Regions from separate parts of the Anser cygnoides genome. Here region 2 is linked to region 1. The links are chromatin contacts, called in public Hi-C maps. All regions are on one chromosome and are shown on one strand. Each heading gives the region's core, a stretch centred on a gene start, on an enhancer-like site or on the middle of the called end of the contact. The rest is flanking DNA. Distances are from core to core; before and after follow the strand shown. Region 1 holds the start of LOC125180952 (D-serine dehydratase). Region 2 overlaps CCDC12 (coiled-coil domain containing 12).

Region 1 (5,529 bases), core at 1,636-4,135:
CCGGCCGCAATTCGCTCCGGGATGCGAAATCCCACTCGTCCCTTCCCCGGGGACAATGGGGGGGGGGGGGGGGACGGGACACAGAGCCCACTTCAAAGGTGGCCGGGGCATCCTCGTCCGGCTCCCCGGGGCGCCGGGGCTTTGTGGGGCCCCGCTTTATGGTGCCGGCAGGAAGAGGGCGATTTGCATTTACAGCCGGGGCCGTGTCGGGGCCGGGGCTTTTATGGGACGGAGCGGGCCAAGGGGGGTGGGCGCAGCCCGCAGCCCCCATAATAAAAATCCCCCGTAACTCTGCTCAGGGTTTGGGGCCTGGTGAATGTAAACTGGGGGGGGGGGGAGGGAGTATTTGGTGGGGGGTGTTGGGATGCAGACTCACGCGGCCACAAAGTCGAGGACGGCGGCGGTGGTGGCCCTGGCGATGGCCTGGATGGCGGGCACGCCGCTGCAGCCGTAGGTGTTCCCGCAGTGCGCGTAGACCCCGACCAGTGTCACCTCCTCGGGAGCCTCCTCCGCGATGGCCCGGGCCAGGGGCAGGGCACCGGGGTCCGTGGGGCGCACGCCGGCTGCCGGCAAGGCGATGGGGAAGGGGGGGGGGGTCCGGCTTAAAACGTGGGGCTGGGGGTGTCCCACTGCCATGGGGTGGGTGGGGATGGAGGGGCCCAAGTGTGCCCTGTGGGATACGGGGGGGTGGTGGGGACACAAGGGACGTGCATCCCCCCATGGAGCATCCTTATGGGGTGTGAAGAGGAGGGGTTTGGGGTAGGGGCGTGATGCCCCGTGTTGGCTGAGCTGCTGGGGTTTGGGGATTTGGGGCTGGGGGATGCATGGGGCATCTCGGCCCCACGGAGCATCCTTGTGGTGGGTGGGTGCAAATGGGGTTTTGGGGGCTAATGGCTGAGCTGCTGGGGATGGGGACACCTGGAATCCCTCCCCCCGAGGAGCAGGTGATGGGTGAAAAGGGGTTTTGGGGGGGGGGGGGCTAAGGGACGCATAATGGCTGAGCTGTTGGGGCTGGGGGTTTGGGGACTTATGGGACACGCCTGCCCCGTGGAGAATCCCTGCAGCGAGTGGTGAAAAATGGCTTTTGGGAAACTTGAACACTCCTTTGGGGTTAAGATGCTGGTGGTGTGGGCTGTGGGGTTAGGGACATGTGTTCCCCACGGCACATCCACGTAGTAGGGAGCTGGAAATGGGTTTGGGGGGCTCACGGACCCGTACTGCCTGGGGGCTTTGGGACACAGGGGACGCCCCCGCAAGTGGCTGGCGAGGAACGCCGTATCTTTGTGGGGCTGCTCAACCACCCTATCCGTGCTGCTCCACGGGGACCGGGGGCACCCGGAGCGCCCCCACCCCCCCCCGAACCCCCCTCCCCCGGGTCCGTCCCCACCTCTGCCGTTGCCGCAGTCGAGCTTGAGCCAGACGAGCCAGCGCTTGCCGCCGGCGAGCGGGCGCTGCCGCAGGCGCTGCAGCGCGCCGGGGCTGTCCAGGAGCACCTGGAAGGCGTCGAGGCGCTGGGCCAGCTCGGCGCACTCCTCCAGGCGCCCGGCCGGCAGCGGGTACGCCAGCAGGATGTCGTCGAAGCCGCCGTCGGCGAAGAAGCGCGCCTCGGCCAGCGTGGAGACGGCGATGCCGCGCCGCGTGCCGCCCGTGGCCAGCGCGCCGCCCTCCCTGCCGGGAGGGGCGGATGGAGGGGTTTGGGGTCGGTCTGGGGGGAACAGGGGGGATATAGGGGGGTTTGGGGACAAGGTGGGGGCGGCACTCACAGCGTCTTGTGGGTCTTGACGTGGGGACGCAGGCGGAGGCCGAGGGCCCGGCAGCGCTCCTGCATGCGCTCGGCGTTGCGGCGCGCCGTGGCACGGTCGACGGCCAGTGCTGGGGTGGGCAGCGCGTCCAGGCGGGCGCCCAGCCACATGGTGGCACTTTTTTTTTTGGGGGGGAGGATGTGGGAGCTTCAGGGCTTGTGTCCCCCAACCGCCCGGCCCCGCAACCCTATGGGGATGGGGGGGGGGGGGGATTTGGGGGTGCTGGGAGCCGGGGGCTTATCGTGAGCTGAGCAGGATGCGTGGGACAGGGACACCGGGGACACTGGGAGCACTGGGACTGGGACACCTGGGACACTAGGAACAGGGAGACCTGGGGTTGGGACACCTGGGACACTGGGAACAGGGACACTGGGAACAGGGAGACTTGGGGCTGGGGAAGCTGGGGACAGTGACATATGGGACACTGGGACAACTGGGACATGGAGACTGGGACACCTGGGGCTGGGTCATCTGGGATTGGGACACCTGGGATTGGGACATCTGGAACACTGGGATACCTGGGGACAGGGACACCTGGGACTGGGACACCTGGGATTGGGATACCTGGCGCAAAGGGAACAGGGAGACCTGGGAAAGGGACACCTGGTACTGGGACACTGGGGACAGGGACACGGGGAGAACGGACCGATGGGTCTGGGACACTTGGGACTGGGACCTACGGCACGGGGACAGCTGGGCCCAGGGTTTGGGGTCGGGGACACGGGGGACAGTGCCACCGGGCCCTATGGCAGGGCTCTCCCTGCCCCTCCAGCAGCGGTGTCGGAGGCCAGGACCCCTCCGGGAGGGACTCACCTGAGCTCAGGTGCCTCAGTTTCCCCAACCGCCTCCCACCGAGGACATCCCGGCGGCACCCCGAGCGCCCAGCCCTGCCTCCCTCCCACCCGTCCGTCCGTCCGTCCGTCCGTACCTCCGCCGCCGCGGCTGCTCCCGGCTCGGCTCCCGGCGGCCTCTGGCTGGTGCGGCTCCACGTGACGCCGTGGGCACCCGCGGCCAGCCCTGCTCGGGGACAGAGGTCGCTGCCAGCCGTGGGGCCCCGGCGGTGCCGGGGCAGGGGAGGACACGGGCGCAGCGGCCGCTCAGCGCCTGGGGCCGGGCACGGGGACGGGGTGGGGGCGTCTGGGGACAGCAGTGGTCCCAGTGGGGGTCCTGTGGCCGTGGGGATGTGGAGACGCGAGCCCCCAGGTGGGGCGGGGGGGGACTTTGAAGGGGTTGTGGGGACCCCCGTGACAGTGGGGACAAGGGTGGGACCGCCACGCTCGTGACACCTCGGTGCAGACCTCGGCGGTCGTGGCGCCTGGGGACCCAGCTGAGACCCCGCACGCTTGTGACATGTGGGGACGCGGACGTGTGGCCCCCTCCCCGCCGCTCGTGACACGTGGTGGGGACACGGGACGCAGCGGGGACCCCCATGCTTGTGACACGTGGGGACGCAGCGGGGACCCCCATGCTTGTGACACGTGGGGACACGGCTGCCAAGCCCCCCCCCGGTCCTGATACATGGGGACACCACTGCTGAGCCCCCCCATGACTGTGACACATGGGGACACGGCTGCTGGGCCCCTCACGCTCGCGACACGTGGCAGACAGGCTGCGGGGCCCCTGTGGTCGGGACATGTGGGGACCAGGCTGCTGCGCCCTCCACCGTGGTGACACGTGGGGGACACGGCTGAGACCCCCCACGCTCGTGACACGTGTGCCTCCCGTGTCCGAGCGGCGCGGGACAGGAGGTGGCTGCCGCGCGTCCCCGTGTGCCAGGCGGGCTGGGGACAGCCCCAGCCCCCTGGGGACACCCGGGCAGCCCGCAGGGACGCGGGGGCCGCTGGTCCCCTGCCCGGAGCACAGCCCGTGCCAGGCTGGCCCCGTTATGTAGGGCAGGAAGAATGGGCCCCGTGGCTCGCCGCATCCCAAAAACACAGCCTGGGGGGGACAGGGGGGGGGGGGGGGGGGGGGGAGACGTCCCCAGCAGAGACAGTTCGGGGCAGACAAGGGCCTTGTGCACGTTTATTTCTTATAGATAGATATATTATTATTCTTTCTTTTCTTTTCTTTTTTTTTTTTCTTTTTTTTTTTTTTTGTAAAAGAGCTAGAAATCGATAGAAAAACCAGTCGGGGAAGGGGGCAGCTGGCTCCCGGCCAGCGGGCGCGGGGTGGGGGACACGGCACCCCCCCTTCCCAGCGAGGGGTCCCCCCCGGGAGCCTCCTCGCCCCCCCTCATCCCACTGCTATCCCCCAGCCCGGGGGGGCTGGATAAGGCCACGGCGAGGGGCCGAGCACGCAGCCCCGGTTGCGGGGAGCTCGGGGCTCGCCCCTCCTGTCCTCGCCCCCCGGCTCGCGAGGGGCTCGGGGCGCTGCCGTGGGGTGGGAGCGGGGTCCCCCCCTTGTCGCCATGCCCCCCAGGAGGGGCCGGGACCTGCGGGAAGCCCGGCGGGGCCGGGTGCGGGGTGGCAGCCTAGGACCTGCCCTCGTTGGGGTTGTACTCCGTCTCGCCGGCCGAGACCTGCGAGATGCGGCGGGTGGAGCGCCACAGCCGGCGGTGGAACTGGCCCGGACGCACCTAGGGGAGAGGGGGGTCAGCGCCTGCCCCACGCCCCATCCCCTTTCATGTCCCCATCCCCATCCCCTTCCATGTCCCCGTCCCCATTCCCATCCCCTTCTCCATCCGCTAACAAGTCCCCGTCCCCATTCTCCATCCCCTTCCAAGTCCCCATCGCCATCCCCTTCCCCATCTCCATCCCGTCCCCATTCCCATCCCCATTCTCCATCCCCATCCTCATCCCCACCCCCTTTCCCCATCCCCATTCCCATGCACACTGCCTGCTCACACCCTTTCTCAGTCTCCATCCCCAGTCCCTTCCCCATCCTGTTCCAAATCCCCCTTATCCTTTCTCCATCTGCATCCTCTTCCAGATCCACGACCCCATCTCCATTTCCAATCCCTTCCACATCCCTACCCACAACCCCTATCTGAATCCCCATTCCCATCCAAACCCCATCCCCTTCCTTAGGTGAATCCCCATCCCATCCTGTCCTGCTCCGTGCCATTCATCCTGTCTGTCCCACCCTATACCATCCCAATCCAACTCAACCCACCTAATTCTGTCAAATCCTATCCCAATCCAGCCCAACCCAACTCAACCCACCCATCCCATCCCAATCCAACCCACCCCAACCCAACCCAACTCAACCCTCCCATCCCATCCTGTCCCATCCTATCCCACTGCAACTCAACCCACCCATCCCATCCCAATCCAAGCCATCCCAACTCAACCCACCCCACCCCAACCCAACTCAACCCTCCCATCCCATCCCATCCCCCCATCCCACCGCAACTCAACCCACCCATCCCATCCCAATCCAAGCCATCCCAACTCAACCCAATTATCCCATCCCATCCCAACTCAACCCAACCCAACTGAACTCAACCCAACTCAACCCAACCTTCCCATCTAATCCCGATCCATCCCATCCCATCTCATCCCAGACACAGGGACACAGTGACGTGTCTTCCCCCCCTTGCACTGCCATCCCGAGCCCCACGGCCAGGTGGGGCCGCGCTCACCTCAGCGGGCTGCCCGGCCCCCACCACGATCAGCTTGCCGTCCTCCAGCCCCACCAGGATGTGGCTCTTCTCCTTGGTCACCGACACGCTGTGCACGGGCACCCGCATGGGCACGGGGGCCATCGCCGCCCGTAGGCTGCAAGGGGG
Region 2 (5,529 bases), core at 1,240-3,739, 54 kb after region 1:
TTCCACCCCCTGCTATGGGCAGGGACACCTCCCACTACACCAGATCGCTCCGAGCCCCATCCTTTGGCTTCCAACACACAACCTGGGTTTGGTTTTGGTGTGAATTTAACCTCCTGCTCTAAAGGATGCGAGATGGGGGAACGCCGAGGAAAGCCCTCCGGCCGACTTGCCGCGTTCCTGGGGGCAGCAATGGGAAAGGCGATGCCCTCGGAGGCACCCGGAGTGCAGGTCGGTTCCATGTCTATCGCTACATCCCCGTCACTCACACGTGCATGGTTTAAGAGCGCAGGTTTTTCCGTGCCCCAGGGCTTTGCAGCTCACACGTGGCTGTTTAACCGTGGCCCGCTGCTGTTCTCATCACCGGAAAATGTGAGCACAAAGCCAGCCGAGGCAGGGTGCCGCTCCTGGCAGGGCCAGCTGACTCTGCAGTGGGTTTCCTGCCGCTAAAAACACTGCCAGGTCTCCTTTGGAGCCGACGGGGGGGGGTGAAGTTGGGTTTGAACTTTCGGGACGTGATCTCTCCTCGTTGCCATGCTGCAGGAGGCGAGCGTCAGGGCTGCTGCCGCAGGCAGGCGCGCGGGTCCCGCTGAGAAAGCGGAGCAAGGTCCCCGCTGCCATGCCTGCCTCTGCTGGGGAATAACCCCTGGCAGAGGCTGCGAGCCTTCTCGAGAAGTGCCAGCGTCGGTTTTGGGCTGGGAGCAGTTCTCGAGAACGATCTCAGAGGCTGAACTTCATCCGGAGGCGCCGCTGGTGGGTTTCGTGCCGGAAGAGTCACGGGATCTGGGCTGACGCTGACACAGGAGTTAAAGATCTCGGAAACGATGATGAATAATGAATAAACAGCTCTCGCTTTCCAGCCCTGCCACCTGATCCGCGGCGTGGCCAGGTGATGCGGTGCGCTGCGGCCCTCGGACGGGGAGCATCACATCACGCCTGTGCTCCCCGCCACGCAGTGAGCTGGCACCATCCGTCGGGCTAGCAGCGATGCATCCCTACACCGAGCTTGAATTCTGAAATAATCCCTGAAATAATCATTTTTTTTCTCTTTTGACTGACTTTTAGGCCAGGGATTGCTTCTTTTTAACCACTGCTGAGCTGCCTGAGCCCCGTCATCATCAGAGGTGACATGGTTTCATACCAAACCTTCAGCATCACCCCTGTTGATCCGGGAGGTCCCTTTTCCAACGAGTCCATGTCAGGGAGCTCTCCTCGTGCAGCAGGTTCAGCAAATCCTTCCTCTGCCTGCAGTGATGCCCTTGAAACCTCACCGAGGTTATGGACAGAGGGAGGTTGTTGAGTAGGAACCCCTTTCTGCAGTCAACCTTGTGCTGATTCACGAAACTGCCCGTGGGCGCAGGCCATCTCCTGAAATTCGTGGGAGTGATGCCTCCGGGGAGGGAGGCAGCTTTTGGGGCGAAAAGTTTCCTTTCCAGCTCGATTTTCCCCGCAGGAGTCTGTAGCTCTTTGTCTGCCTCTCCAGCTACTGTGTGTTTTGTCAGGATCCAAACGTAACTTTGCAAGGCAAATTAGAGCGAGATCTGCTCTGCAGGAAATGTTTGAATCACAAATTTGGCCGAGACGGCTCGTAGCTTTACGACTCAACTCCAGCCCATCCAGGGATTTCGCTGCTTTCTGCTTTACTCGTCGAACGCCTGTTTTTTTTTCTGCTGCTGAAATTGGATGGGCGCTTTGAATGCGATCTAGGATGCCAGCAAGCCGCTGGCTCGATTTCATCTCAGATTTTCGTTTCCCTGTAGCGTAGCCCAACTTTCTCAACCCTTCGAAAAGGGGAACTGCCCTGCGCTAATGCCTCGCCGGCTGGTGCTAAAAGGTGAGCTGAGATGATCTGCCGGTGGTCCCACGTGCGGGGAAACGAGGGGTCCTGGTAGCTGAAGCGTGCCCTCGCTGCTCCCTCGCCCCGAAACAAGAGCCTCGGTAGCTGGGCTGCTTTCTCAAGCTGAAAACCACCAAAAACACAACCGAGGGAGGTGAAACCCAGCGGCTCGGTAAATAATCTTGCGGCCAACGTGCAGCGTTTGGGTGCACCATTCAATTGGCGAAGCTGGCTTGGGGGACGCCCTGAAAGCCAGTCGTGCCCTGCTGGAAGGCAGGAACAGCCTCGTCTGTTGTCTGTCCTCCGTGGGCTGGGATTTGGGGCTGGTCACCAGCTGGTGTGCCCTCGGGGTGGCTGTCGGGGCAGGACTGACCACCAGCAAGGCTTTGGCCACAGCCTGGTTCCTCCTCCCGTCCTCAAGGGGCCGGGACTTTGCACCCTGCAGCAGAGCCAGGAACCTGCTTTGCTGATATTTTTTGGCTGCCAGCGTGAGGACACGATTCGGGGCAGCTTCCTGTTTTTTTTTTTTGTTTTTTTTCTCTGCTCAACTCGGAGCTCTCCTCCCCCCTCTGACTATTTTTTTTTTTTTGTTCTTTGTTATTATCTTTCACGCCGCGAGATACCGCGGCAGGAACAAGTGCTGACGAGGCCCTCTGTGCAAAACGCAACGCACTCGAAGCAATTGGAGCTCCGGGTATCTCTGATCTGCCTCTCCGGGGAGTTGATGTTTGTAATAGCTTAAGCGCTTGGGTTATTTTCTAAGCGCTTGGGTTATTTTCTTCCCAGCCCAGGAACCGCCTCCCGCCGCGGAGCAGCGCTCAGCCTCTGCGAGGAGCTGGCCGTGGGTGGACTCGGCCCCTTCTGCCCCGTCGCCGGCAGGGAGAAACGAGCCAGTGCGCTCGGGGATCGAATGGCGACCGCTGCCCGAGATGGGTGCTGGCACCCCGCAGCGAGGTGCTGAGCTTTGAACCTGGCCCCCCTTCTTCAGTCGGAGCACGCTGGGGCGGGAAAAGTGTAAATAGAAACCCGAGGTAGGGCTCGCAAAAGGCGGGGGGAACACCAAAAGCCTTCGCCTTAGCTAGAAATTGAGCCTCGGTGAGCTGCTGTTGATCAGCTGCTGGTGTTTCGACACTTAGTCATCCTTGAAAATTACAGCTCGGCTGAACGCTGGGCAGGAGCCGGGGGAGGCAGGGGCTGGGGAACACGATCTCTGCCCTCGCCGTGGGAAGAATGTCACGGGGCAGGGCAAAACCCCTCGTTTTTTCTTTTGCTTTTTTATTTTTTTTTTTATTTTTTCACACCTCCGCTCCGCACGAAAAAAAACGTGGCAGCAAATCTGCTCCCCGGGGGGCTTGGCCGGGCGGCACAGCCGAGGCAGTAGCTCGGTAACCGCTGTGCAGATGTCCTCCCTCCTGTCCTGAAGAGGCTTGTGGGGGAACAAAAAATAATAATAGGTACGGGAGAAAGCACCGCACGTGTGTAAGGACGTGGTGGTTTTGATAGCCAAACCCCTGACTTGGCACCTTCCCAGCAGCGCCCTCCTTATTTCAGTAGTCGCTGCCGGTTGTGTCCCTTCCGTAACCAAACCAGAGCGTTTTGGGGGCTGAATTTTGGGTCCTTCATCCTCCCTGTGTCTTGCCTGCAGGCAGGCTGTTGGCGTGGTGCTGGGGCAGGCTGTGGGTACCCCTGAGCCTGCCCTGCATCTTCTTGGTCACAGATTGCCAGCTCTGTGGGAGCTTGAGCTGGCGCAGTGGGTGTGAGCGTGGTTATCCAGGCTCAGCGCTGCAGAGAAGCTGTGCTCGGTGCTCTCCGAGGCTGCCTGGGGGAATATCAAGCTCCTGAGGTCCTCCAGGTTCTACCGAGACACCTTCAGGGCCTCTTCTTGGCTTGAGCCTCGAGGATGGCAGGCTGTTTCTGACATGCCACCAGCCAGAGAAGCTGGAGAAGCCCCGTAAAGCACGCTCCTGTGCCAGGCGCACTGCGGGGCATCACCAGCCCGGATCCCCCTCTGCAAATCGAGCGTAGGCTTCGTCCCAGTCCCGTTTGCTGCTGCAGATGCTTGTGTCTGCCCGGGAGATGCTCAGCCTGCCTGCGAAAGCGGCGTGGGAGGCCAGACAGCCTCGTGGCACCCGCCTGCGTCTGGAGCGCTCCTCTTGCGGCCCTCCTCCTGCGGCACCCGGAGATGCGTCTCCGCCCGCCCCGAGCCCCGTCTGCGCTCCCCGAGGAGCCACGTCCTGAGCAAGAAACCTCCTCGGCAAGCTCGGGGGCTCGAGGCGTAAGAGAGGTGCCTGTTTTTTGGCATTCCTCGAGTGCCTTTGGGCGGCCGCTCGGGGAGGAGGATGCGCTGCGACACGCTCGGCTCTGCGCGGAGATCCCTCTGCAGGGGCTGGGGGAGCTGCTGGCCTCTGCCTCTGCTTGTTGCTCGCTGCTTGTCTGCCCCGGGTGAGGAATCCAGGAATGGGTTTAGGAATCCAGGAACGGTGGGAACAGCTTCACCCCCTTGATCGAACAGCAGCTCCCACCCTCCGCTGTGTCCTGCAGGGCTGTGTCTCTGCCCTGCTGCACGAGGGGGTGAGGAGAGCAAACACGGAGTGCGTTTGGGGCACGAAAAGTGGTTTCTTGGTTTTAAATCGGAGCGGACGCGGATTGTCTGGGTCGCCGGGGAGGTCACCGTGTGCGGTGAGACAGCCTGGAGCTGTGGGGACCTTGCTTTGAGCTAGCCCAGCTGCAGGGAAAAAAAAACCAGGCAGGCTGCAGCAGGAGGTGCTCGTGGATGTCCAGGAGCAGAGGGCAGGGCTGTCTGTGGGGGGAAGGCAAAGGGTGGAAAAAAAAAAAAAAAAAAGGGCTTGTGAAACAGAATCTGCACCGGGGCCGCTCGCACAGCAAGTCTCACAGTGCCCCCAGAGGGTGGTGGTGCTGCAGCAGCCCCTCGGCACCCTTGGGTGCTGATGGGTCAGCTGGCACCCCGTCTGTGCTGGGTGACTTCGCAGAGGGTGCAAGAGTCCAAGCCTGAAAGCTCGGCCCAAATTCCCAGCGCCGGGGAAGTGGCACTTACCCCCTTCTTGCCGTGCGGTCTGCGGCAGTAGGAAATAAGAATAAGCTGGGCGGTTGAACTCACCCTACGGCGAGTTTTCCTTGGCAAAGAAAAGAGAAAAAAAAAAGCTCGAAAATGACTTCTGCTCTGTGGCCTGCCGTAGGAAACGGAAAAGGGAAGACGGGCGGTGGGGAGAAGCGTGTGCCGCCACCGAGGACCGTTCGTGTGCTGCCCCAGGGGACGCCCTCGCTGCGTGGGTACCGCAGCATCCCCGCTCCTTCGGGATCTTCAGTGGCCAGAGCCCAGCGTGGGCAGGGAACCGAGGCAAAGACCAAGCGGGAGGCCGGCTGCACAGTCAGCTCATGGCTCGGTCATCCGGCAAGTCCCCTGGGTCTGATTTTTGGGGACATCACCGTGCTGGGGAGCTGATCCCTCTGATCCGGGGTGCCGGGACAGTCTCCTGCTCTCGCCCTCCTCCTCCCCAAGCCCCAAACCTCCTGGGTTGCTGCCGGTAGTCCCCTGCCTCGCTGTCCTTCGTCGTCCGACTGCCTTGTCCCTGCTCCTTCAAACCTTTTTGCCTCCCCGTGGCGCATCCCGCCGCTTCCCCAAGGATGTGAGGCCTCCCTCGTGTCTCCTGCTTTCCTTGACGCGCTCAAACGCG

The links. Hi-C and Micro-C count contacts between places; a contact is called where the count stands out from the background.
Region 2: a contact with region 1 is called in a Hi-C map of liver, with 1.6 times the contacts expected there. The contact joins the enhancer-like site here to the promoter of LOC125180952 in region 1. A contact is called at or near these places in 2 of 7 Hi-C or Micro-C datasets (both in liver).

Annotation. Positions count from the first base shown.
Region 1 is chr2:1,495,740-1,501,268 of Taihu_goose_T2T_genome, forward strand. LOC125180952 (D-serine dehydratase) reads right to left here and starts at 2,886. Exons shown (of 9, transcript XR_010829015.1): 1 at 2,731-2,886; 2 at 1,764-1,919; 3 at 1,388-1,668; 4 at 377-563. It overlaps NBEAL2 (neurobeachin like 2), which reads right to left. Exons shown (of 56, transcript XM_066991321.1): 55 at 5,383-5,518; 56 at 3,812-4,377. The coding sequence ends at 4,273.
Region 2 is chr2:1,550,567-1,556,095 of Taihu_goose_T2T_genome, forward strand. All of the region lies in intron 2 of CCDC12 (coiled-coil domain containing 12), which reads left to right. Among named protein-coding and RNA genes, the nearest start is that of CCDC12, 25 kb to the left of the region's middle. Within about 2 kb of position 2,490, at least 2 of the 3 cell types and tissues checked have open chromatin away from gene starts, as enhancers often do. A contact at or near this core is called in liver, where this site is marked.